Linked DNA regions of Mus musculus: regions 1, 3, 4, 5, 6 and 7 are each linked to region 2. Evidence: chromatin contacts called from public HiCAR-type, HiChIP or PLAC-seq and promoter capture Hi-C data. All regions are on one chromosome and are shown on one strand. The core of a region is the stretch at or near the end of the contact, and the rest is flanking DNA. Distances in the headings are between cores, read along the strand shown.

Region 1 (3,290 bases), core at 253-2,752, 1.8 Mb before region 2:
AGAGCTTATTTATTTTTATTTTATGGGTATGAGTGTTTTACCTGTGTGTGTACACATGTATGTGTGTGTGCGTGTATGTATTCATGTGTGTTCATGTGTGTACCTGGTGCTCCTAGAGACCATTAGAACACACTCAATCCATCCCCTGAAGCTGGACTTACAGACTACTAAGCCATCATGTGGTGCTAGGAATTCAACCCAAGTCCTCCAGAGACAGGCAGTGAGAGTGCTCTCAACAACCGAGCCCTATTTCCGGCTAAACTTTTTAGGTTTTTTTTTTTTTTAAAGTTATACATAATAAGGGAATTTTTGGTCTTAGGAGAACTATAGGTGCTATGTCAGATATCTAAAGAGAAAGCAAATTATCCTTCAGTGGAGACTGAGCATCATTGCTCCAAATAAGAGAGGGTTTTGGTTGTAGTTGAAGAGGAAAAAGCCTGTGAATGATGTAAATAGTGAACTCTCCTCCATGGGGTCCTGCACTAATGAAAGGTCTATGCCCATCCCCAGACACTTATGCCTGAAATAACACCACCATAGGGGGACTCGCAGGCTTTATTTTCTTCAGTATCCATGCCTAGTCACCGAGAGGTACCCATTCACAGTCACACTGTCTGGTGTTTCCTTTCGTGGTTTGATGACAGTCGTATAAATTGACTCATCCAGCTATTCTGAGGGAAGAAAGCAGTTGTGTAGAGCCAGAAGATCTGTGATGCCAAATACACACATTTAAAAAAATGGCTTTAGCTCACCATTGGTTTGAATTTAGATTTTACTGTGCTAGACACAGTTTAGTATTCAACAGAGGACACACACTCAGGAACTGAGCTCAGTGCACTCTACCTCTGTCAGCTTATGTTGATGTTTCTTACTGCCTCATCTCTCAGTACCATTGTGCAAGCCTGAAAGTGTTTCTTGCCAGGAAGTTGTCTATGTGGGTTTTCCAGTTGTTTCAGCACAAAGAATTAGTGGATATAAAGTTTCATCTATGATAAAAGTACCTTAAAATATACTATATTTCTTTCTGATATAAAGATGGTTGTACCCTTGGCAATGGGCAAAGAGACACCTTGTCGGTAGTGTTTTCCTTATATTAGGGACAGAGCAGAAGGCAGCCATTTTCTTTTTTTTTGATCCTAGGTTGATACCTGGCTTGGTGGCCCAAGCTGTCTTATGCGTAGGACTCACAAAATTCAAGTCAAATCCAGGCAGCACAGTGCAGCCAGAGGAAGATAAACAGAGACCTAAGACCATTGTGCCACCCACAGACCTGCCCTCCAGTGCACAACACATGTGGGCCACAGACACCCACTTGTTACCACTCCACACAACACAGATGGAGGATGTCACCCGGAGTTGGCAGCCATGTGCCCAGGCTGCAGCAGGAGTCAACACAGTGTTTGGTCAGACAAAAGGGAAAGAGAAGTGGAGCAGCTTGAGCATAATGAAGAGAGATGAAACCGGAGACTGGAGGGTGGAGAGGAGTGGCCAGCTGTGAGCCAGCTCTGCCACCCGGGGCCTTGATGAAGTCCCAGCTTACGCTGCCACGGAGGGCCATGTCTGGGTCTGTGGCTTTGTAGCAGCTGGTGTCGACAATGTCAGTGTTCATGCCTCACTGGAGAACATGGGGATTCCCTGGTTGGGGCAGTCCGTGGGGACTACGTGAATATCCAAGGACTGTGCATAGCTGGCCCTGCTCCTCACTGGATGCAACACTCTGGAGAGCTGGCCCTATCTCTCACTGCTGACAGCATCTGGGGAGGCGGGGCCTGCACCTTGCCCAAGCAGCACAGCGGAGCTGGCCCTTGTGACTGGGCTATGGCTGAGCTGCCCGGGGGGTAAAAGTGTAGGAGAGCCAACCCCACCACTTCCACTTGTCTGCCATGGGGTGGCACAGGCGCAGGGTGATTACCCCCTCCCTTCTGCTCTCCTGCGCGCTACAGTCAATGAGGGGGCAGGGATAGTCCTCCCACCTATTGCAGCTAACGAAGGGGAAAGGGAGAGGGCATCACCCACGTTCCCACACCACCTCACACCAGCTCTCCCACACTTCCGCCCTCCAGGATGGCTCACACACACCTCCTCCACTAGGACCAGCTCTACTGTGGTGCCCAAAGGTCAAGGCTCGCTCTTTAGAGTCCTGCCGCTGGTGAAGGGCAGAGCTGGCTCAGGCAAGTTCAGAGTTCACGACCCGTGAGCATACAATACTGATGGTATCACAGAAACCAGGGATCTCAGACCAGACTGACAACAATCATTGCAATGATCATTTACAAGTAAAGATGTGTGGGAAAAGGGATAGACTGTGGGACACACTGCGACACACTACAGCTTCCATAAAGAGATGTTTTTATGCTTTATTTTGTTGTTGTTTGTTTATCTGTGTTAGTTTGATTAGGGGTAGGTTGCAAGGGTGGATACGAGGGGACGGGGAGATGAGCCGGACTAGGGTGCGTGATGGGAAACTCACAAGGAATCAATAAAAAGTTAAAAAAACTGTTGTACAAAATCAAGTCAAATGACATTCTCCCACAACCCCCCCCCCCGCCCGTGTTCTGTAGTGAGAACGTCTACTGACCATGTAGTGTTTAGTCATTTAGACTTCTAATCTGTGTTCACATTCTTTTTTTTTTTCCTTTTTTTTTTAAAAATTAGATACAGCCTTTATTGACTACTATATGTGACCAGTTATCTTACCTCACAGAATATTTTGGAGTTAATATATAAAGATTTAGTTTTTATATTCAGTTTTTTTTTTTTTGGTTGATTGATGATTCAATAATGCATTCAAGGAGTCAAAATTCTTAAGGTGGTAAGCAGGATGGCTTCCCATGGGAAGGTGCCTTGCCTGTTACTCCTAACACACAGTCTTCTCTCTGGGGGCAACTGCTGCCAGTTACCTTCTAGACGGAATGCATCTAGCCATGCACCTCAGCACAGAAGCGAGCTATATATAGCATCACTGAGCCTGTAGGAGGAGGAGATCCCAGTTACCCAGTCTCTGTCCTCTTACAACAACGACCCCAGCAAAGGAGCCTCTAGCTAGTGACTCTGTGTCTACTCCAAACTGAGAGATTCATCATCCTAGAGGAGTATATCATACCTAAGTCTGCCCGTTTTGGTGCTTCCAATAATTGTAGTCATATAAGATGTATCTTTGTGTATTTGGCTTCTTTTGTTCAAATGTTTATGGTTTATAAAGTTTATCAAATTCCCCCCTCCAAACATACTGAGACCATATGATTAATCATTTTTTTAAAATATTAAGCCAACCTTCGTTCCCAGAATGA
Region 2 (3,152 bases), core at 514-3,013:
GCATTTATCCACATGCCAACAAATGTTTCAAAGCTTACAGGTCTAAACTGAGTTCTACTGTTACCCTAACCTAAAGAGTTTCACTTCACCCCAACACTGTTTCTTTGCCTGCCTGCCTGGCTTCCTTTTCCTTTGAGTTTTGCTATGTAACCCTGGCTTGCCTGGTAGTAGCTATGTATTATGTACCTCAGGCAGCCTTGAACTCCCAGCATTCCTCTTGAATCAGCTCTCTGAGCATGGTAATCAGTCATGAACCATCACAGCTGGCTTTCATTATTATTATTTAATGGGGCTTTGTCAACATTAATTGTAGTAAGATAATTATCAGTCAAGATTAACTGCTACCCAGCCTGGTCTACAGAATGAGTTCCAGGACATCCAGGGGTACACAGAGAAACCGTGTTTTGAATTAATTAATGAATTAATCAAAAGATTACCTGCTACTATTGAAAAGTTCCAATTAGGCATAAATTTAAATATAGATGTTATCTGACCTACAAAATCCAAAGAGCAAACTGAAGCTACAAATAAACGATTCGGAAAATCAGGCTTTCTTAATCCGGAGCCCCAAATATACATTCTGGTTATTAAACTTTAGGTTAGGAAATAATTGCTCACAGTAATAGTCTTGCAAGACGCTAAAATTTTTCAAGAGTCAGCTCCAAATAACCTCATGCTATTTCCACACCAGCACCCTTGAAAAAGCTTGCAAAGAAGCTCTACCTCAGTCCTAGGAACGCGTTTGTGAAGTTGTTCCTAACAAAGCTAAACCACAAGAAGCTGAGCGGATGAAATAAGCATGTGATGTGGTATATTCTTTTTATATTAAGGAAAGGAGAAGTGGAGCGTTAAAAGAATGAATTGCTAGTATTTCGTCGACACGGAAATCAGAGGATAGCGGCATAGACATTGGGCGAAAACAAACATCAGGCTTCACAACCTTGAGCTATTCGCTGGAGCTGTTAAAATTAGGCAAGATAACATACACACAAAGTGCTCAGCAAAGTCATCACTCAACAATTCTTAACCGGTGATAAACTAAACAACAAAGCACAGTTTGAAACCCCAGCAAAGTCTTTTCTGGGCACAGCTTGTACCTATGATGCAAAGAAGTCATAAATATAACACACTTTTAAAACTGCCATTTTGAAGCCCAAAAGGCCTTTCAGTAACTTACAAACTGCTTTCCAAAACTGTGTGGGAGTGTCAAGACCACGTACTCACAACCTGGTGAACTGGTTAGAGTTCTATCGCTCCAAATCAGGAATAGCTAAGGGTTAAAGACGCCCAAGCCCGGAGCGATTTGCAGCAACCCTGCCTCAAAGAATACTGAAGGATCAAAAGCAGGCGCGGCCGAAGCGGGACAAGGAAGCACCAGGGGAGACGTCGCCCTCCCGACTGCTTGCAGAAATCAGGATGCCTCCACCTTGGGCAGGGGAATTGCGTACAAGACCCGGATCTCCGCGGTTCCACCTCCCTTGACCCCAAGACACCCCCCCACCCCCTTCCAACCCGGCGCGCGCACCCCTCCACGCCCCAGCCAGGCCAGGACACACAGGATACTGAACACGGTTCGCTCCCAGGGCTCCAGCATGTAGAGCGCAGTGACCAGCAGGTACTGGTAGTAGAACCAGGACATCTGCTTCCATGCTCGCGCCAGCGCCATGCCCGCCATGCGCCTCCCGCGGTGTAGCAGCGTCAGGCGGGCCCGCGGCCCGCTCACCTCCTAAAGCCCCAGGCCTTGGGGCCCGCCCGCCACCACCCTGCGCCCATTGGTCCTGCCGAGCCTGCGCGTCACCGTGTACGCCCAACCCCGCGCGCACCCGAGCGGCCACCGCCGGCTCCTCCTGGCTTGCGCTTATTGGCCAAGCGGCCACTTCGTGTGCTCCTGTCCCGCCCCGCGCCTCGCCCGGAGCGAGCTCCCCAGCCCTGGGAAACGGTCTGGGTTTAAGTGCTAGTTCTGCATCTCCACGCGCACGCATGGCGGTTGCAAGACCGGCTTCAGTCCCCACTGGTGTCCATGCGAGATGGTGCCCTTAAGAGGCCGGATCCTTCAGACCAGCCCAGAAGGATTCCTTTAGAAACCAGTGTATGTAATCTCTCTCCTACCTCATGAATCCCTTCTGGGCCAAGAGATGATAGGGCTGGGTGAGAATGCTACTAAAGAGTCGGGCATGCAAATAAACAGTGCCTTGTGCAAGAGGGAATGCGGGGGTCAAAGAGAATGTGGATGCCAAATGACACCCAGCCAAGAAGATGTTGAAAACTGTAGAAGTAATATGTTCATCAGCTCTTCCCTTCCTCCGAGCACATGCGTGAAAACAGACCTATCTAGGATGCGCGCGCGAGTACACACACACACAACACACACACACACACACGCACTAGTATTCCCTAACCTAAAGACAAAAGAATTGGCCATAGACAGTTGCCAATATTTCTATGACTACACTTAGAAAACAACCATGTAGGTCACAATCAAGAGAAGTGCACTTGATCTAGTGGGTTCTAAAGACAGCTTGAGGTCAGCATGTGATCTGTCTCCTAAAGATTCACTCCTATGACCTGCAGCAGTACCGGCTGTATTCCACTCCTCTAAAGCCCATGCACTGTGTGCTTGTGAAATGACATAATTAAGTAGCCTGCAACTCACATGTCTAAAAGTTTCAAACCTGCTGCTTTAAGCTTTAAAACCTTTCCAGGTTGACAGGTATTAACTTAAATTCCTTATGCTCCTTACGAGCAAAGACCTTACAAACAACAATAGACTTGAGATCTGCTTTCACAAGGTGCCTAGTCATTTTATTTTATTTTATTTCGTCTTGTAGGTTACAGAACATCACGGAGGGAAGCCAAGCCAGGAACTCCAGGCAGGAGATTGAAGCAGAAACCACAGAGGAATACTGCTTAGGAGCATGCTCTTTCTGGCTTGCTCAACTTGCTTTCTTAAACGGCCCAGACCCCACTTGCCTAGCAATGGCACTGCCCACAGTAGGGAGGACACGCCCACCATAGACCAATCTCATGTTCCTCAGCTAAGGTTCCCTCTTCCCAAGTGATTCTAGTTTTTTGTGGAAATGAAAAACAAAAACAAAAATAACTTAACCAATATACAGGACCTCACTATGTAGTATAGGCTGGCCTCGATCTCA
Region 3 (3,021 bases), core at 334-2,833, 1.8 Mb before region 2:
GCTACAGATATGTCTTGCTGTAACTGCTGCTTAGAACAACTTGGTGAAAGGAGGGGACTGTGAAGTTAGAAGGAAAGGGGCCAGAGAGGGAATCGAATGCCAAATATCTGCACAGCAAAGTTACGAAATGAATCTGTTTAATGAATGTATGACTACATGAATGAATGACTGTAAGAAGCTAAGTGTAAGCTTCTTCTAGACTAGGGTCATAAACCAATGATCCAAGGGACCAGGTGGATTGTGGAAATGAGTCGTATAGGATGCATAAATGAGGGACAGTGGGCTGATTCAACTGGAGCCTACACAACATGTCTAAAGGACAACACCTCTCAGCTGCAGATGCCATTTGTGTGGGAATGTGACTTTGTACGGCAAGAGATTTTTTTTTTTTAAGTAGGAAACCTACATTTTATGTGACATCTCTCAGTTTTAAAATTTTAATCTGAGCCGTTTTTAAATAGATCCAATAAACACATTCATGGCAAAGATTTGGCTTCAAGTCACCAAGCTGCCATCTTTGATGGGAAACTACTTAAGGTTTTTAAGCATATAAGATTGGTAGCTTCTATACATTAATCTGACCCTCGTTTGGGGACATGCCTCTAAGCCATGGCGATTTTCAGCTGTGGCTGCTCGTTACAACTGCTGGAGGTTATCCCAAACACCCCAACCTCAAACCTTACCCCAGAGCGATTAAATCAGGCCCTATTGCTTTACAAACTCTTCCAGGAGGTCTGGCAGGATGGCTCTGTGCATGAAGGCGCTGGCGTGCAAGCCCGGAGCTCTGAGTTTGATCCCTGGGACCCACTAAAGGAGAATGGAGAGGATCAGTCCCACAAACTGTCCCCTTACTGCTCTGCACGTGGTATGGCACATACATATGCACACACTAATAACAATTGTTAAAGTTCTTCAAGCAGTCGCAATGTTCAATTAAATTGCACAGTAATCCTTTAGGGCCAATTTTAAAGGGTTTTGCAGTAGGCTGTTTATGTTACTACATAACTGTGGATCCATAAAGATGATTTGTTACGTTTTTGGGTCTGTCTTAAAATAAGAAAATGACTGGGCGTGGTGGAACACGCCTTTAATCCCAGCACTCTGGAGGCAGAGGCAGGCAGATTTCTGAGTTCAAGGCCAGCCTGGTCTACAGAGTGAGTTCCAGGACAGCCAGGGCTATACAGAGAAACCCTGTCTCGAAAAAAACAAAACAAAACAAACAAACAAAAAAAGCGGAGAAAAAGCTAATTTTCAGATTTCAAGTTGAAAATTGGGGGCTAGGAGAAGTAAAGATTTAATAAACGGTTCTCAGGGAGCACATCAAGTTAGGTTACGCAGTAAATGTTATCTTAAATGCCAACACTATGGCCGTAATCCAAGTTGAGAATTCTAAATCAACACAATGGTTTTAAAGATAAGCCCACAAAATTCTCTTTAGGGATAAAATAATAAGTCTTCAGAGTAATGTGTTGTGGCAACGCCAGGAGAGAAACGCAGCCTTGCATTAACCCTGCTGATAGATTTGTTGAGCGTGCCAAGGTCATTGTTCAAGGTTGGTTGAGAAGAACCACAGCTTAGAAACAAATCCCTTCTTGTTTTCCCAGGAGGAATGCTGCAGTGCCTTCTGTGGTTTCTACAAAGCTTGCCATGGGCCTTGACAGAATATTAGTGATGATTTACCACCACCGTGAGGCTATGCTAGGCACTGCATCTGGTTCTCTTGGAAAAAAAAAAAAGTTCTGTTCACAAATATAAATGTGAAAATGAAAATCTCAAAAAAATTGTAGGGTGGTGTGTGTGTGTGTGTGTGTGTGTGTGTGTGTGTATGTGTGTGTGGTGTGTGCTGTGGTGTGGTGTGTGTGTCTGTGTGTGTGTGTGTGTGGTGTGGTGTGTGTGGTGTGTGTGTGTGGTGTGGTGTGTGCTGTAGTGTGGTGTGTGTGTGTGTGTGGTGTGTGTGTGGTGTGTGGTGTGGTGTGGTGTGTGTGTCTGTGTGTGTGTGTGTGTGTGCTGTGGTGTGTGTGTGCTGTGGTATGGTGTGTGTGTGTCTGTGTGGTGTGGTGTGTGGTGTGGTGTGTGTGTGATGTGTGTGTGTGCGCTGTGGTGTGGTGTGTGTGTGTGTGGTGTGGTGTGGTGTGTGTGTGTGTGGGTGGCGTGGGATGTGTGGGGGTGGTGGTGGTGTGGGGGGTGGTGTGTGTGTGTATCTGTGTGGTGTGTGGTGTGTGTATGTGTGTGTGTGTGTGTGATGTGGTGTGTGTGTGTGTGTGTGTGTGTGTGGTGTGGTGTGTGTGTGTGGTGTGTGTGTGTGTGTGGTGTGTGTGATGTGGTGTGTGTGTGTGTGTGTGGTGTGTGTGTGTGTGTGTGGTGTGTGTGTGTGTGTGTGTGGTGTGTGTGTGTGGTGTGTGTGGTGTAGACTCTTTCTTGGTATGGAAGGACCATGACTAGGGAAGAAACCCAGGTATCCGTATGACTACAGCAGCAAGATGCCGTTGACATTCAGGTTTACATTTTAAAGACAATTTTAAATTTTGAGAGAAGGAGGGCAAGAAGGAGAGAGAGAGATAAGGATATAGGAGAAGATGAGGAGAGAGAGGGGGGAGGGGGAGAGAGGGGAAGAGGGAGAGAAGGAGGGTTTTTCTGCCTTGTGAGCTCCAGGCTGGCTACCCCATGAACCTCTGAGTGACTATCCAGTCCCCTCCTACCAGCTCATAGGAGCACTGGGGTTGGTGGCCTGGTAGCAGCATCTCCAGCTTTTGACGTGGTCCTGGGATCCAAGCCAGGTCATCAGGCTTGTGTGGCAGCTTTTATCCATTGAGTTATCCTGCTGACCCACGTTTAAAAATACAATTAAAGCAACGCTTAGGACCCCAGTGAATTATTCTCTTCTCCTTTAAACATGAAACAACAACTTTTCATTACTGTGTGGTATTTTGGAAGGAGACAATCACAAATCTGAAAAAAAAAAAAGATATCCTCTGTTGCTTACTTGTAGAATTTCAGGAAAGATACTAAATAGCCATTCCT
Region 4 (3,032 bases), core at 196-2,695, 1.6 Mb before region 2:
TTGTGCTTTTCACGCGGTGCGTCTCAGCCTTCAATTAATGTGAAAGCACTACAATGCCCATGCAACTTCTCTTGCCTAGTGGTGCACCGTTTATCATTGCAGTTTTACATTGACCTTGACACCCACTTCATTAGAATAAAGATTGTCTACCATTTAGGTTACATTGTTCCTCTGCACAGAGACCCCATGCAAATTTCTGTTCAGAGAGAAGAGCTGTGAGGCTGTCAGAGGTCATCTGCATTAAATGATTGCAGCTATTTTCCAACCGCTTCTTTTCATTCTACTCAATTCAGGCTAGGAGGATCAATCAAGTTTTCTGCCTGAAACAGTAGGACTGCAGGGAATATAACTGTTTTTGGTAGGAGTGGATATGCCCTAAACAGTGTTAAATATTTAATATAAACTCATTAAAGGCCATGCAAAGGCTTGAGAAAGATGCCACATTTATAGAAATATCAAGGGGGACAGGGCACCCTTTTGAAAAAATAAACAACAGTAATTATCAATTTTATAATTCCAGAAGATGTAATCACAATATTTCTTAGAATTAGTGACTCTTTTCTGCTGTTTTTTTTCCCCCACCCTTGATTTGGGTTAGGAAAAGGGGAACTGGGAGACTTCATATTCTTATATAGTATTTTGCAAGAAGTTGACAGGAAAAGTTTTCAGTTTGTTGGTGCTTCTATTTTAACTCAGTAACAATAAATCCTAACCTGGCTGCATTTGTTTTAAAACACATAGATATTCTTTATGTAAAAGAAAAAAAAATGATTGGGGAAATAAGTCGCCTCGTCTCCTCCTTAAGTTTCCTGAGTGATATAATTGGAATTAAATTATTAATGGGAGATACTTTTAAAAAGATTGTTTTATGATCTCCTATTAGGGAATTTGCAATTCATTTTAATATTTGTAGTTTGATTTATATTAAAGATAATGCAATCTATGTTCAATTAACAATACATGGCCAATGTAATGTGATTTCCAGATCATGCAAATGGAATAAGCTAGAAGTGTGTTGGGGGGGGGGGGACTCCATTCTTAACCTCAGATGTAATTTGCTGTGCGAGTTCTGGCAATTTTAAATGACATTGCACTTTTTAATTTTTCCAAAGGCTCAGCAGCAAATTTATCCCAATCAAGAAAGCCTATTATTAATTTACAAGGACAATTGTAGGAGTCCTTATAATTTCTTTGTGCAATTATTCACCATAAATTCTAATGGTAAAATACAAATAGTTTGCAAGAAATAACCACCATTACTTGTCTTGCGCTTGAGCCTTCTTCTTGAATCTTGAACATCCTTTCTAAGTGTTAGTGATACTGACTCCTTGTAAAGCATCCCAGGCTTTTGTGGGAAGCTGGACATTGGCTGTCTTAAAGAGGGCAGCACCAGAGCCGCCGCAGAGGCAGTCCTGGCCTCTACCAGTCCAGCTGAGCTGTGGACCTGGACTTTCCTATAAAAAGATTCTTTGTTCACCACTGAATAGCATTAGGCATGGGCTAGCTGAGGGGCCACCATGAAGCCTCAAAAGAGGAGGGCAAACACTAGCTAGAGAATACAGTGTGAGAGTCACAGACATAGCCTTGCATTTGTGAGCAAAATACATATTTTTACATATTATTTTGCGGTAGTTTGGTTAGTATGTGTTCCCTGAATATACTTTCTTATTGATACACTAAGATACATTGTGTCTTCACAGTGTGTTTTCTTTTCCTGGGGGATTTGGGGTGGCAGTGGGGGTGGGGGGGGAATAATCACCACAAATATACAGGTGTTTGAGATACTAATTTGCACAGGCAAAGATTCAAATGTGTCATTATTATAACTAGATCATTTGCCTTGTCTTAACTCTTCTAAATATAAAGTCACCTGATGGCCGGTTTAAAACAACATCCTCAGGATAGAAATACTCAAACGCTCATGACTCAGAATTGGACAGCCGTTATTCTTTAATCAGGAAAATTGTTTGCTTTAATTCGTGTGTTCCTCATAGCCGAAGCTTCGCTCTCTCCGTTTAGTAATGTCTGCTCTCTTTTCAGCATGACCACCAGAAGCACCATACAAAAGTCTTACAATGAACGTCTTAATCTCTCTGTGTGCTTTTAGAGCATTATTTTGAATTCCATCATGCTGCCTTTTTTTCTCCCCTCTTCTGATGTTTTATTACAACAGCAGAATTCCCAGGGAGCTTTGGGGGCAAGGTTCACATAATATAGCCCTGAAGTTTTGCTAGGTGGGAGCTATCCCCCAGGCCTGGCCATCTTTTGGCAATCTTACTATTTCAAGAAAGAAAAAAAAAAAGATTCTCGGGGTAGAGTCTTTCACAGCGTTAGCTGGATAGGGTTTATGTTTTACTTTTTTTTTTATTTACTAGAGAGTGAATATCTACAACCCTTTCATGATGCTTTCTTTCGCTGACCTCACCGTGACAAGGCATCTTGTTCTTTAACATTGAGGGAGGCAGAAAAATGCTTGAGTTTCTCAATGTGTGCCTTCTATACCAGTTTCAAAATGGCTTATTCTTCTGGTTTCCATGGTGACAATTAACACTGTTTCAAGGCATTGTTCCACTCTCCATTTGGGCAGAATTTTCGGTGTGATTTTTAACAAAAAGAGAGAGAGAGAGAGAGAGAGAGAGAGAGAGAGAGAGAGAGGAAGAAGAAAAAGGGGGAAGGTTTTAAGAGAAGGAGGAATGTCTGGCAAAAGTGTCAAAAAAGTTATCTCAATCAAGCCTGTATTTGCTACTAAAGTCATTTATTTTTATAAATCCATGTTTTATTTTTACTGGCTTTGATAGTTCAGTTTTAGTATTTGTGCGTTTAAAATGTAAATTATAAGTAAGAATTCCAATTTTAATTCTTAGTTGAAACAATGAATTACTATTAACTCTGTATTTCCTTTAACTTTTCTTTATACCCAAAGAAATAGCTTTTAGGACACTAGTAGCCTGAATCTTTAATTTAGATCATTCACAAATCTATTAAGAGGATTCATTAGACCAAATTGAATTGGCCAAGCAAATACACTTAAT
Region 5 (2,945 bases), core at 354-2,853, 2.0 Mb before region 2:
GCCACTTTCTTTTTCTCTTTGATTCCCGGGTGCCATGATCTGAGCAGTGTTTCTCTGCTGTGCATTTTCACTTGCTGCATTGCCTTGTGCAGGCCTCAAAGCAAGCGGGCCAAGTAACCAGAGACTGAGGACCTGCAAAACTCGGAAAAAAAAAAAGAATTTTTAAAAAATTTGATTTGCCTCAGGTATTTTGTTACAGTAATGTAAAGCTTACTAACCCAAATCTATCAAGGACAGGCTAAATTTATTCAGCGTTTTGCTGTCTCTGATCTCTCTTTATGTCAGTTGACTCTTGCTTAGATTCCAGTTTCCTTAACCACATGTCTGAATTTTGAAACTTGTATAGGCAAGAATTTTTCTGATGGCTCTATTTAATGGTCATATCAGATAATTCAAGTAACTTGACCTTGATTTATTTTGGGAGCATATTTATAATTAATAAACACATAAAGTATAATTTAGAAATGCCCATTAAAATAGAACATAAATATCTACTAATATATAATCCCTTGATCTAGTTAATCCTTCTACCAGGAGCTGTATTTTGCTAAAATAGTTTGAGAAATATATAATGATATTAGTAAATACAAGATTGGTTAAATAAGCACACACTTAGAACAAACTGTTCTCTTTAGCTGTTAGAGTAAAGTATATTTATCAAGTAACAACAATAACTAGAACAAAACAAGTAGCAAAAGAGTATATAATAATTTTATCTTAAATATCTACATATATGTACAAATAGTCCATGTAAATATTTTTGAATGTCTAAAAGAGAGTTAAAACAACTGTCAAGAGAGATGTGTGTGTGTATGTGTGTGTGTATGTGTGTGTGTATGTGTGTGTGTGTGTGTGTGTGTGTGTGTATGTGTGTGTGTGTGTGTGTGTGTATGGGACACATTTTCTTTATTTGTTGTATTTTAAATGCCTTTCTCCCTTGATCACTAATTGAGAAGATGCCTTACAGTTGGATCTCATGGAGGCATTTCCTCAACTGAAGCTCCTTTCTCTGTGATAACTTCAGCTGTGTCAAGTTGACACAAAATTAGCCAGTACATCAAGTAACAACAATAACTAGAACAAAACAAGTAGCAAAAGAGTATATAATAATTTTATCTTAAATATCTACATATATGTACAAATAGTCCATGTAAATATTTTTGAATGTCTAAAAGTGAGTTAAAACAACTGTCAAGAGAGATGTATGTGTGTATGTATGTGTGTGTGTGTATGTGTGTGTGTGTATGGGACCCATTTTCTTTATCTGTTGTATTTTAAGTGTTTTGATTTTCAATAACTATAATATATCCCTTTTACAATAAAAATACTTAAATACTTGTTTCCATAAAATGTCTTGACTCCATCAAGATTTATCAGACAGCATGAGCAAGGGGGAACGTTGACTCTGAGCTCTGGGGAGGGCTGCTGAAGTCACACTGGTTATATTTTATCTAAAGAATGGTATCCTAACCAAACCATCAAGCCTAATTAAATATGGGAAATGTGTGGCTGGAGAGGCCGTCACACACATGCCTCTGGGGACTCATCCTTCCCACTCCCTCTGGATCTTTCCAGTGCATTAGCTAAGCAGCAGTTAGAAAGGCCTTTTCAGTCGCAGCTGCTGCCTTCTCATGTGTCCTTCTGATCAGCCCTTGGAGAACAGCAGGCTCTGAGCCTGACCGCCCTGCCAGTTGATTGCTTCCAAGCTGGCCCGCCCCCTCCTTGCACCCTCCCTGCCCCCTCCCGTCCCCGTCCCCCAGCCATTGTTCTTTGAGCAATCAATAGGAAACGGCTTTCTGCTCCAGGGTGGGCTGTATCAGGAGGGAGGCACTCACACCCTGGGTCCTTATTAGGGACAATCCCAGACCTGAGATCTTAGCTATCACCATAGCCAATGGCTTTATTTGGGTGAGAAACATGTTCTTTCTGGCATCCATTCTGTACTCCTGGGTGTTTGGATTATGAAAGAGAATTGTTTGCTGCTCTTCCTGTAAACCTGAAGCTCCCATCACCTACCCCTCACCCCTACATCCCACAGAAGTTGCTCCAGGAGATTCCCCAAATCGGAGACAGGACAAAGACATTATTCATGTAAAGGTGGCAGAGCAGAACAATTCAGGGCGGTTAATCACAGGAGGAACGCTGGGTTGAGTTCTGGTGTGGTGGCAGCTCTATGACAGCAGAGTCAGTGGTGGGAGATCGAACCACCCACAGAAGACAAGAAATCCTTCTGGAGAGGTCCCTCTTGGCTCCCAACACCAGAACTAGGCTCCCTCAGCTCATGTTACATCAGAGTTGGAACATGGCTGTTTTCTGCCGACTATACGAGTGGCCATCAATGGCCCTGATTCTCTTCCCCTACTTTTTACTCAGTGATTATACTGACATTGAAAGATGGGAGTGGGAAAACCAAGGTGGGCACTGGAAGACGCTTTTCTCTGTATTGAAGCTGAATCATCCAACTTTCTTTCCCGTCTAGTACATTTTTACTTTTATTATTTAATAACATTTTGCATACCTTTTTGTGTTGCTCAACTTCAATATTTTCTATATTATTACAAAGTCAGTTTTGTTTTTTGTTATTATAGAAGTGTGTGTGTGTGTATGTGTGTGTGTGTGTGTGTGTGTGTGTGTGTAGCTTATTCAAACAGGGAAGATTCTGTATTCCATGGTGATAAATTTTGCCATAAGACTTGCCTTTTTCAAGTCAAGGACCTTTCTGCACACAGCAGAGCTGCCTGGTACACGAGTACCTGTGTGCTTGCCTTCACAGGCACACAGTGGGCCTCACTTTTTATAGCCTCTGAAGTCCCCCATTGCACACATCTTCCTCGGTGCCGCCTGGTGACTGCACTGGTGAGTGGCATGTGAGCGGAGCTGACTCCTGCCCCTAGGCCAGGCCTGTAGAAATAGTCTCTGGACAAGCTTACTGTCCTCTGTGTCTG
Region 6 (3,354 bases), core at 382-2,881, 1.6 Mb before region 2:
TACCAAATGAAACAAATTAGCAATCATTCAAACAGTTAGGGAAAATGACACCACACACACACACACACACACACACACACACATACACACACACTTCTTGACAATTTTTTTTTACCTCATTCTTAGTTGATTAATTGGATAGCCTAATTGTATGTTACATTTAAAACTCCATTAAGAAAAGAAAAGTATGCTTAAAATCATTATAATATTTCAAATAACATTATCTGGTCATTTTTAAAGTGACCAGAACTGAATAAAATCCACCCATCTCCACTGCTATCTAGAAATGAACTTGCTTCATTTTTATTAAAGTTCAAAAAGCCCTTAGATTAACTGTCACATTAATTTGGGCATTGATGAATCACTGTTTGATATGGATACTCAGATTTATATTTTTCTCTTTTTAATTTGAGAGAGGGCAAAACTCTTCATGGAATGTTTAGGGGAAAGGCCGATGGGATGTTCCCAAACAACCTATGAAAAATAGTTCCTGCTGGAGCTTGTAAGTTCTATTTGATTCACCTTTTTTTTTTAAAGGGGAGGGAAAGAAGAAAGATTTTAGAGACTAGGATGCTAGGAAACAGTTGGCTCTGTACAGAGGTCGAGGAAGGGAAGCCCTGCCAAGAGTCTCCAAGAGTCTCCTGTGGTGCTGCTGTCCGGAAGGTGCGCTGGCTCTGGGGCTGGCCCTGTGGCATTGTGGCGCTGTTCTCTCTCTGGCTGGCCGGCTCTGGCCTAGAGTGGATCAAACAAGCTGTGGGGGGAAAGTTTCCCTCATTTGCATCACTTCTAGACAGCCCTGTCTTACTCTTTGCTGACAGGAAATCACTGTCTTTGTCACCTTTTCTCAGGGCCCTCCTTTTGGCAGAGATGGGCCATGTGACCACGTTTAATCACAACAGCAGGGCTGGCTGGAGGCTCTGACAGGTTTTCCTCCGCACTTCAATAAATGGGGTGGAGGAGTCAGGAGGAAATGACTACATTAATTTTATAGTGAAAAAGATAATTAACACTTGAAGGCCTGATGCTCTAACGCTAGAACCTATGGGGTTACTATTCAAAACAAAGTAAATTTATCAAAAACTTGTGAAAACTATCTTATTATTATTTATTTTAATCTTGAATGGTGAGATCTGGGCACGTTAGAGGGAAAAGGAGCAGGCAGGAGAGAGGGAGTGATTGCATGTGAGGAAGAGAGAGGAGTGGGGGAAAAAGAAGAGGAAATCCTAGCAGGCATTAGCTCTGTTTGCAAAAGCAACTTAACTGGGCTAAAGCTCCGCCATTCCGGGGCTGGAGGCGGGAGCGTGTAAAGTGCCGCCTCGATGATATGAATAGACACGGGCAAACAAAAGCAGCAGTGTGCTCCTAGAAAACTCTGCTTAAAGGAGTTTCCCTGGCAACAGAAATGCCGTTCCAAAAGTAGACAGAACTTTCCTCAGAAAACATACTATTAATAACAACCTTCCGGAACAACTTGGAACAATTTGACGACTTGGCAATAATGCTGCCAAGCGTCGAGCAAATTAATCTCACACATAGAGTTTATATTTCTCTTGTCTGTGGTTCTGCTGGGGCCCGCCTAGACCTCTGCTTTTCAGTGGCTCAGGGGTGAAAAGTATTTCTCAGTGCTGCCATGGAAAAAGGAAACTAAAGAGACCTCAGTGTCCAACATCACTGGCCAACGGTTGTGTTCAGCCTTGGGAACCTACCAAGAGATTTTAGTTTGAGGAGATGAGTGTATTCCAGTGAGAACTGCTACAGGAAATCACACACTTTAATCGCCCTCTTGAATATCTCTTTCCAATAGAGATGCTTCCTGGAAAAAGACTTACTAAGGGTTAACAGCCTTAGTCTGCCTCTCACGTGAAGCACCTCTGAGGCCATAGACTATATAAACGTAATATATAAATGTAATGCCAAATATAGGCTGACTGTTACTTTTTAAAGAACCATTATTTCTTGTCAGCTCAGAATGGACTCATCTTGGGTCTACTTAGCCAAAGGGAATCATTTGAATTCTCCTAAAGGCTGCTTGCCAGCTGAGAGTCGAATGCTCCCCTCCTCCGACCTTTCTCGAATCCTTGGATGTAAAGGTTAAAAGTAATCAATATCTCATTGTGCTGCTTGGTTTCAGGGTAATAAGTAATAACCATCATGTTAAATCCAAATGATCCCAGATTGCACCTAAATGAGCTGACCCGTTAGAGAGGTGGCGTTAATTGCAATCAGGATAACCAGGAGAGTTTGCTAATAAAAGTTTGATTTAATTGTAAAAGGAACAAAACAAAACAAAATAAAACAAAATTTAATCTTTAACTTTTTGAAAACTTTTACTTAATTAAATAGAAATGCATTATCTGCTTCTATGTTAATCTGAGAGCTTTGGCTCCGTGCCCAGTGTTTGTAAATTTCCTTCCGATTTCTATAAAAGTCCTTACAAGAAAGGGCACTGACTTCTTTGTGTCCCAATACTAAATGAAGCATATGAATTTTATTATTTATTTATTTATTTATTTATTTATTTATTTATTTATTTTGAGACAGGGTTTCTCTGTGTAGCCTGGGCTGTCCTGGAACTCACTCTGTAGACCAGGCTGTCCTCGAACTCAGAAATTCGCCTGCCTCTGCTTCCCAAGTGCTGGGATTAAAGGAGTGTGCCACCACGCCCGGCATGAATTTTAGATAAATGGAAATATCATCTACCAATTTTTTTAGCATCATCTAGTTTTAAACTACTTATATCTTTACAGCTTATATTCATTCTATTTTGACTAATGAAAATTAGTCTAAATAATTTAGAGCTAGAAAATTATATGATGTGTGATTAAACTTTATAGACTGCTATGAGTTTGGGCTTGCTATTTTGTTAAAAATTAGTAAAGTGCCAAAGCTTAAATACGAAAATCAAGTATTCTCATTGACAAAGGAATAGTGATCTGCAAATGATAAGAATTAGGTTTAATGCTCCATGTAATTATATCAGGAAGGGATTGTCTATAACCTTAATAGAAAGTGTTGCATTAGACATATATTCCGTTCAATATAAACACTTGTCTTTATTATGATTCTATGAACTGTAAGGTAGGAACCAAATCTATGGGAGGGGCAGTATTTTAGTTATTTCAAAAGAAGTTGGAGAATTTGTTTAGAATAGGTGGTCAGCCCTGGGAACCTGTCTGAATCTCAGAGCTGTCAGTCATGAACTTGCTACCCTGGTTCCATTTGTCTAACTGTACAAGGAAGAGAGTTTGTAGGTTGTGATATGCAAGACATGTCATCTTGGAGCACTAGGAGTGCTCCTGCTCTACTACTCCATTCCCAAGTGCCCATATTCCTTCCCTCTTAGCCCGCAGTCCC
Region 7 (3,019 bases), core at 38-2,537, 1.7 Mb before region 2:
AAGTTTGCCTTATTCCCTCTTATTCCTGTCTTCTTTTGAACTAGGCACCACTGAAGTTTTCTTTCCACCCCTAAGGCTCTTCTTTTCTAGTGGGTAAACTTTGTAACTCCTCTGTCTCTGTCTCTCTCCTCCCATATATATATATATATATATATATATATATATATATATATATGTATGTATATATATCTTGGCTGAAAACAAAACAAAAGGCGACAACTTTCAAGTTTTCCAGGAAGAGGTCTCTTTGTACAAAGTAGCAGAGCAGAAGGGGGACAGGATTCTCAGGGGGTGGGAGGAAGAGGGGGGGCGCATAAAACATTTAGTAAACAAAACATAAAGCATCTTTAACATGAATAATCAGAATGGTTTTAAATTGTTTTGTTGCAACTATAAATCACTATAATCAGTGCAATCACTCAGCTCTGACATCCATTAGCCGCTTGGTTACAGCAAATTAACAAAGAAGAGAGAAAGTGATTCATTATCTCATTCCTGTTAATGACTATCAGATGCATTGCCTAATTAGGGGATGGTCATTGTAGTGGGAAGAAGGTCATGTGCTTTGCTACAAATCTTTTTGCTCAGAGTGTAACTTCTCCATAATGGCGCCTGCACCGAATACAGCAAAGTATTTTTTAAAAACGAGTATTGGCATGTTTTGATTATCCATTTTGGATTTACAAAATAGCCTGTGGAACATATGCCGCTGAACATTAAATGAGGCGCCTTTTAAGTCGGAACACTACGGTCGTAAAGGTATTCTTTGGATTTACAATGTCGAAAACAATTTTATTAATCTGACATTTTCTTAACAGTTTCTCAATTTGTGAAAGGGACTCCAGAAATTAGTTGCCTGGTAGACTCAGGATCTGAACATATTGTAGCACGGGGGAGACAGATTGAAAAGTTCATAGTTTCTATTCCTGGAACGGACAGAGCGAGTAACACTCCCCAACCGCATTTCTTCAGCACGCGTGTGCACGAGCATTGCGCTCTGAGTGAGCTAGCACCCACTGTGCCCTCTGAGACTCAGACTTTTAATACAGGCAGAGCAGAAACCCAAGCCAGCCTCACAACATTGAGACCGTGCAGCCTGTGAAAAGCCCAGGGGATTCCCTTTATCTGTTGGCACCAGAATTGAACGGCAAGATCAGCCCAACTGGAACCTAGGTCGAAGAGGTCACGTTTCAGGAAACACCTGAAGAAAGAGAGAGAGGTGCGTGGCACATGAGCACATATTTTAGGAAGTGACCTGATGGGAGGTTCAAAGCTGCAGCTAGCACCAGGGACCTGACTGTAGTCAGCAGACATCTGCTTGCAGAGGAAGCAGTTGATTGGCAACGGCTTCACTGTGGAAGTGGAGCCGAAATGACAAGAAAGCACAGAACTAAAAGCTGGGTTGTGTTTTATTTATTTAACAGAAAGAGGGGCTGAGAGGTAGACTCATGGTAGAGTACTTGCCTAGCATACATGAGGACATAAGCAAGATTGCCAACACCACAAAACCAAACCAAAAGCTCTGTCATGTCCAATTCCCATTCACTGGCTGCCCTGTATTCAGCCATCACAGCAAACACTAAACACAGTCAAGAGACCCCAGAGAGGTTAACCAGTTTGCCTAAGGGCAGACAGCCACTAAATCTCAGAGCTAGGGCTCCAGGCTGCACTTCCAGGCTTAGATCCCCTGTTCTCCCTCTCCACTGTCTGCTCCCTGCTGCCTGGGCTCAGTGTGCATGTAGAGCTGTTAGAGAGGTGGGGCTTGTGGGGATGGAGGGTTAGGATGCTTTTGAGACTGTACTATTAAAACGATGAAGGGAAACAGGTCGCAGGACAGAAGAGACTCAGAAAAGTTGAGGGAGGGTTGCCATGAGGGAGTGACATGCCACAGAGTAGTGGTCTGAGAAGGGTAAGCATCGAGGAGGAAGCTGTTGACTTGTGTGTGTGTGTGTGTCTGTGTGTGTGTGTGTGTGTGTGTGTGTGTGTGTGTGTGTGTCTGTGTGTGTGTCTGTGTGTGTGTCTGTGTGTGTGTCTGTGTGTGTCTGTGTGTGTGTGTGTCTGTGACTAAGTGGGAAATAACCCTGGATTTCTGTGTAGATACATTCTCCACTGTCTATAAGTCACGAGGCAGGGGTGGATGACTTACATGAGGAAGGGAGGACATGATATACCACAGGGATCTCCAGAGACGTGCACCTCAGACTGATGGGAGAGCTGTGGTGTGGTGTGGTGTGGTAAAGCTGGTCAACAGGACTGGGTTTCAGTCAGCTTGTTTCCTGAGCCAGAGCAAAAGAGACAACATCTGCCTTCTCAGAAAACCTCCTCTGAGCACAGGTCGCTCCTCACGTTCTAACAGGAACTCCTGTAAGAGGCGTACTGCCCCCCCCACACACAGAATCAATGAATGGGAAGATGTCTGAGACATTGACACTTAAATAGCAGACAGTACCAGCTAAAGTGTTTCAACAAGGATTGTATGATTAAACTGAGCTACATTTTATTCTGGCAAAATGTTCCATGGCCATTAGAGAGCAGTGTTTTAGAGGGCTTTGTAAAAAGTAGATGATACCTCTATTTAGCTATGTATTTCAAAATAACTTTGACTTTTCTAAGTCTCTACCTTGACCAAGAACTACTCTAAGAAGGGAAAAAAGAGTAAGTATAAAGTGTAAGAGTTAAAAATTATTTAAAAGGTCAAATGAGGGACACGGTGCACTGGGAAGGGGAGTCTGAAGTTAAGGATGAGAAGGGGACATGAATACCCTGGCCCGTGATGATCCCTGTCCCTGTCCTGGAAAACAGAAGGCAAACCACAAACACCTGCGTTTGGGTCATTGCAGAAGAGACAGTGTCCCGAGTTTCGTCAGCTTACAGAGAACAGACTTGTTCTTAGTAAGGCATTTCTGCTCTGTGGTACCTTCAGGTCACCACACAAATGTCACAAATGAAAATACTGACAGGAAGAGATTGTGTGTGTTGTCTGCACACGGGGAACCCAGGAGCTGCAGAGCCAGGTGAT

The links. Promoter capture Hi-C pulls out the DNA fragments that hold promoters and counts their contacts. HiCAR-type assays count read pairs that join an accessible place to other places. HiChIP or PLAC-seq counts read pairs in DNA pulled down with a chosen protein or histone mark.
Region 1: a HiCAR-type map of astrocytes shows a contact between it and region 2, with 4 times the contacts expected there. The contact joins the enhancer-like site here to the promoter of Sptssa in region 2. A contact is called at or near these places in 5 of 39 promoter capture datasets (the 3T3-L1 cell line, HPC-7-derived erythroid cells, embryonic stem cells and 2 more) and 2 of 115 datasets of contacts at active chromatin or transcription factors (astrocytes and embryonic stem cells).
Region 3: a contact with region 2 is called in a promoter capture Hi-C map of hippocampal neurons, with 7 times the contacts expected there. The contact joins the enhancer-like site here to the promoter of Sptssa in region 2. A contact is called at or near these places in 12 of 39 promoter capture datasets (the 3T3-L1 cell line, 3T3-L1-derived adipocytes, the C10 cell line and 7 more), 7 of 115 datasets of contacts at active chromatin or transcription factors (embryonic brain, embryonic forebrain, embryonic hindbrain and 4 more) and 2 of 9 other capture datasets (adipose tissue and embryonic stem cells).
Region 4: a contact with region 2 is called in a HiCAR-type map of astrocytes, with 3 times the contacts expected there. The contact joins the enhancer-like site here to the promoter of Sptssa in region 2. A contact is called at or near these places in 4 of 39 promoter capture datasets (the 3T3-L1 cell line, 3T3-L1-derived adipocytes, cranial neural crest and 1 more) and 3 of 115 datasets of contacts at active chromatin or transcription factors (astrocytes, embryonic stem cells and stem cell-derived neural progenitor cells).
Region 5: a contact with region 2 is called in a promoter capture Hi-C map of stem cell-derived epiblast-like cells, with 5 times the contacts expected there. The contact joins the enhancer-like site here to the promoter of Sptssa in region 2. A contact is called at or near these places in 5 of 39 promoter capture datasets (the 3T3-L1 cell line, cranial neural crest, frontonasal cranial neural crest and 2 more) and 1 of 115 datasets of contacts at active chromatin or transcription factors (astrocytes).
Region 6: a contact with region 2 is called in a HiCAR-type map of astrocytes, with 6 times the contacts expected there. The contact joins the enhancer-like site here to the promoter of Sptssa in region 2. A contact is called at or near these places in 5 of 39 promoter capture datasets (the 3T3-L1 cell line, cranial neural crest, frontonasal cranial neural crest and 2 more), 2 of 115 datasets of contacts at active chromatin or transcription factors (astrocytes and embryonic stem cells) and 1 of 9 other capture datasets (embryonic stem cells).
Region 7: a contact with region 2 is called in an H3K4me3 HiChIP or PLAC-seq map of pro-B cells, with 8 times the contacts expected there. The contact joins the enhancer-like site here to the promoter of Sptssa in region 2. A contact is called at or near these places in 3 of 39 promoter capture datasets (the 3T3-L1 cell line, cranial neural crest and maxillary cranial neural crest), 4 of 115 datasets of contacts at active chromatin or transcription factors (astrocytes, large pre-B cells, pro-B cells and 1 more) and 1 of 9 other capture datasets (embryonic stem cells).

The regions. Positions count from the first base shown.
Region 1 is chr12:52,846,574-52,849,863 of GRCm38.p6, forward strand. The region is part of intron 2 of Akap6 (A kinase (PRKA) anchor protein 6); the gene reads left to right. Among named protein-coding and RNA genes, the nearest start is that of Gm51971, 50 kb to the left of the region's middle. Within about 2 kb of position 1,503, at least 60 of the 459 cell types and tissues checked have an H3K27ac peak or open chromatin away from gene starts, as enhancers often do. A contact at or near this core is called in astrocytes, where this site is marked.
Region 2 is chr12:54,654,809-54,657,960 of GRCm38.p6, forward strand. It overlaps Sptssa (serine palmitoyltransferase, small subunit A), which reads right to left and starts at 1,764. Exons shown (of 2, transcript NM_134054.2): 1 at 1,564-1,764. The coding sequence starts at 1,675.
Region 3 is chr12:52,894,243-52,897,263 of GRCm38.p6, forward strand. The region is part of intron 4 of Akap6 (A kinase (PRKA) anchor protein 6); the gene reads left to right. Among named protein-coding and RNA genes, the nearest start is that of Gm51971, 97 kb to the left of the region's middle. Within about 2 kb of position 1,584, at least 82 of the 459 cell types and tissues checked have an H3K27ac peak or open chromatin away from gene starts, as enhancers often do. A contact at or near this core is called in embryonic brain, where this site is marked.
Region 4 is chr12:53,063,101-53,066,132 of GRCm38.p6, forward strand. The region is part of intron 9 of Akap6 (A kinase (PRKA) anchor protein 6); the gene reads left to right. Among named protein-coding and RNA genes, the nearest start is that of Npas3, 180 kb to the right of the region's middle. Within about 2 kb of position 1,446, at least 41 of the 459 cell types and tissues checked have an H3K27ac peak or open chromatin away from gene starts, as enhancers often do. A contact at or near this core is called in astrocytes and stem cell-derived neural progenitor cells, where this site is marked.
Region 5 is chr12:52,669,983-52,672,927 of GRCm38.p6, forward strand. No RefSeq gene overlaps it. Among named protein-coding and RNA genes, the nearest start is that of Akap6, 28 kb to the right of the region's middle. Within about 2 kb of position 1,604, at least 53 of the 459 cell types and tissues checked have an H3K27ac peak or open chromatin away from gene starts, as enhancers often do.
Region 6 is chr12:53,032,185-53,035,538 of GRCm38.p6, forward strand. All of the region lies in intron 9 of Akap6 (A kinase (PRKA) anchor protein 6), which reads left to right. Among named protein-coding and RNA genes, the nearest start is that of Npas3, 210 kb to the right of the region's middle. Within about 2 kb of position 1,632, at least 157 of the 459 cell types and tissues checked have an H3K27ac peak or open chromatin away from gene starts, as enhancers often do. A contact at or near this core is called in astrocytes, embryonic stem cells and second pharyngeal arch cranial neural crest, where this site is marked.
Region 7 is chr12:52,938,519-52,941,537 of GRCm38.p6, forward strand. The region is part of intron 7 of Akap6 (A kinase (PRKA) anchor protein 6); the gene reads left to right. Among named protein-coding and RNA genes, the nearest start is that of Gm51971, 140 kb to the left of the region's middle. Within about 2 kb of position 1,288, at least 46 of the 459 cell types and tissues checked have an H3K27ac peak or open chromatin away from gene starts, as enhancers often do.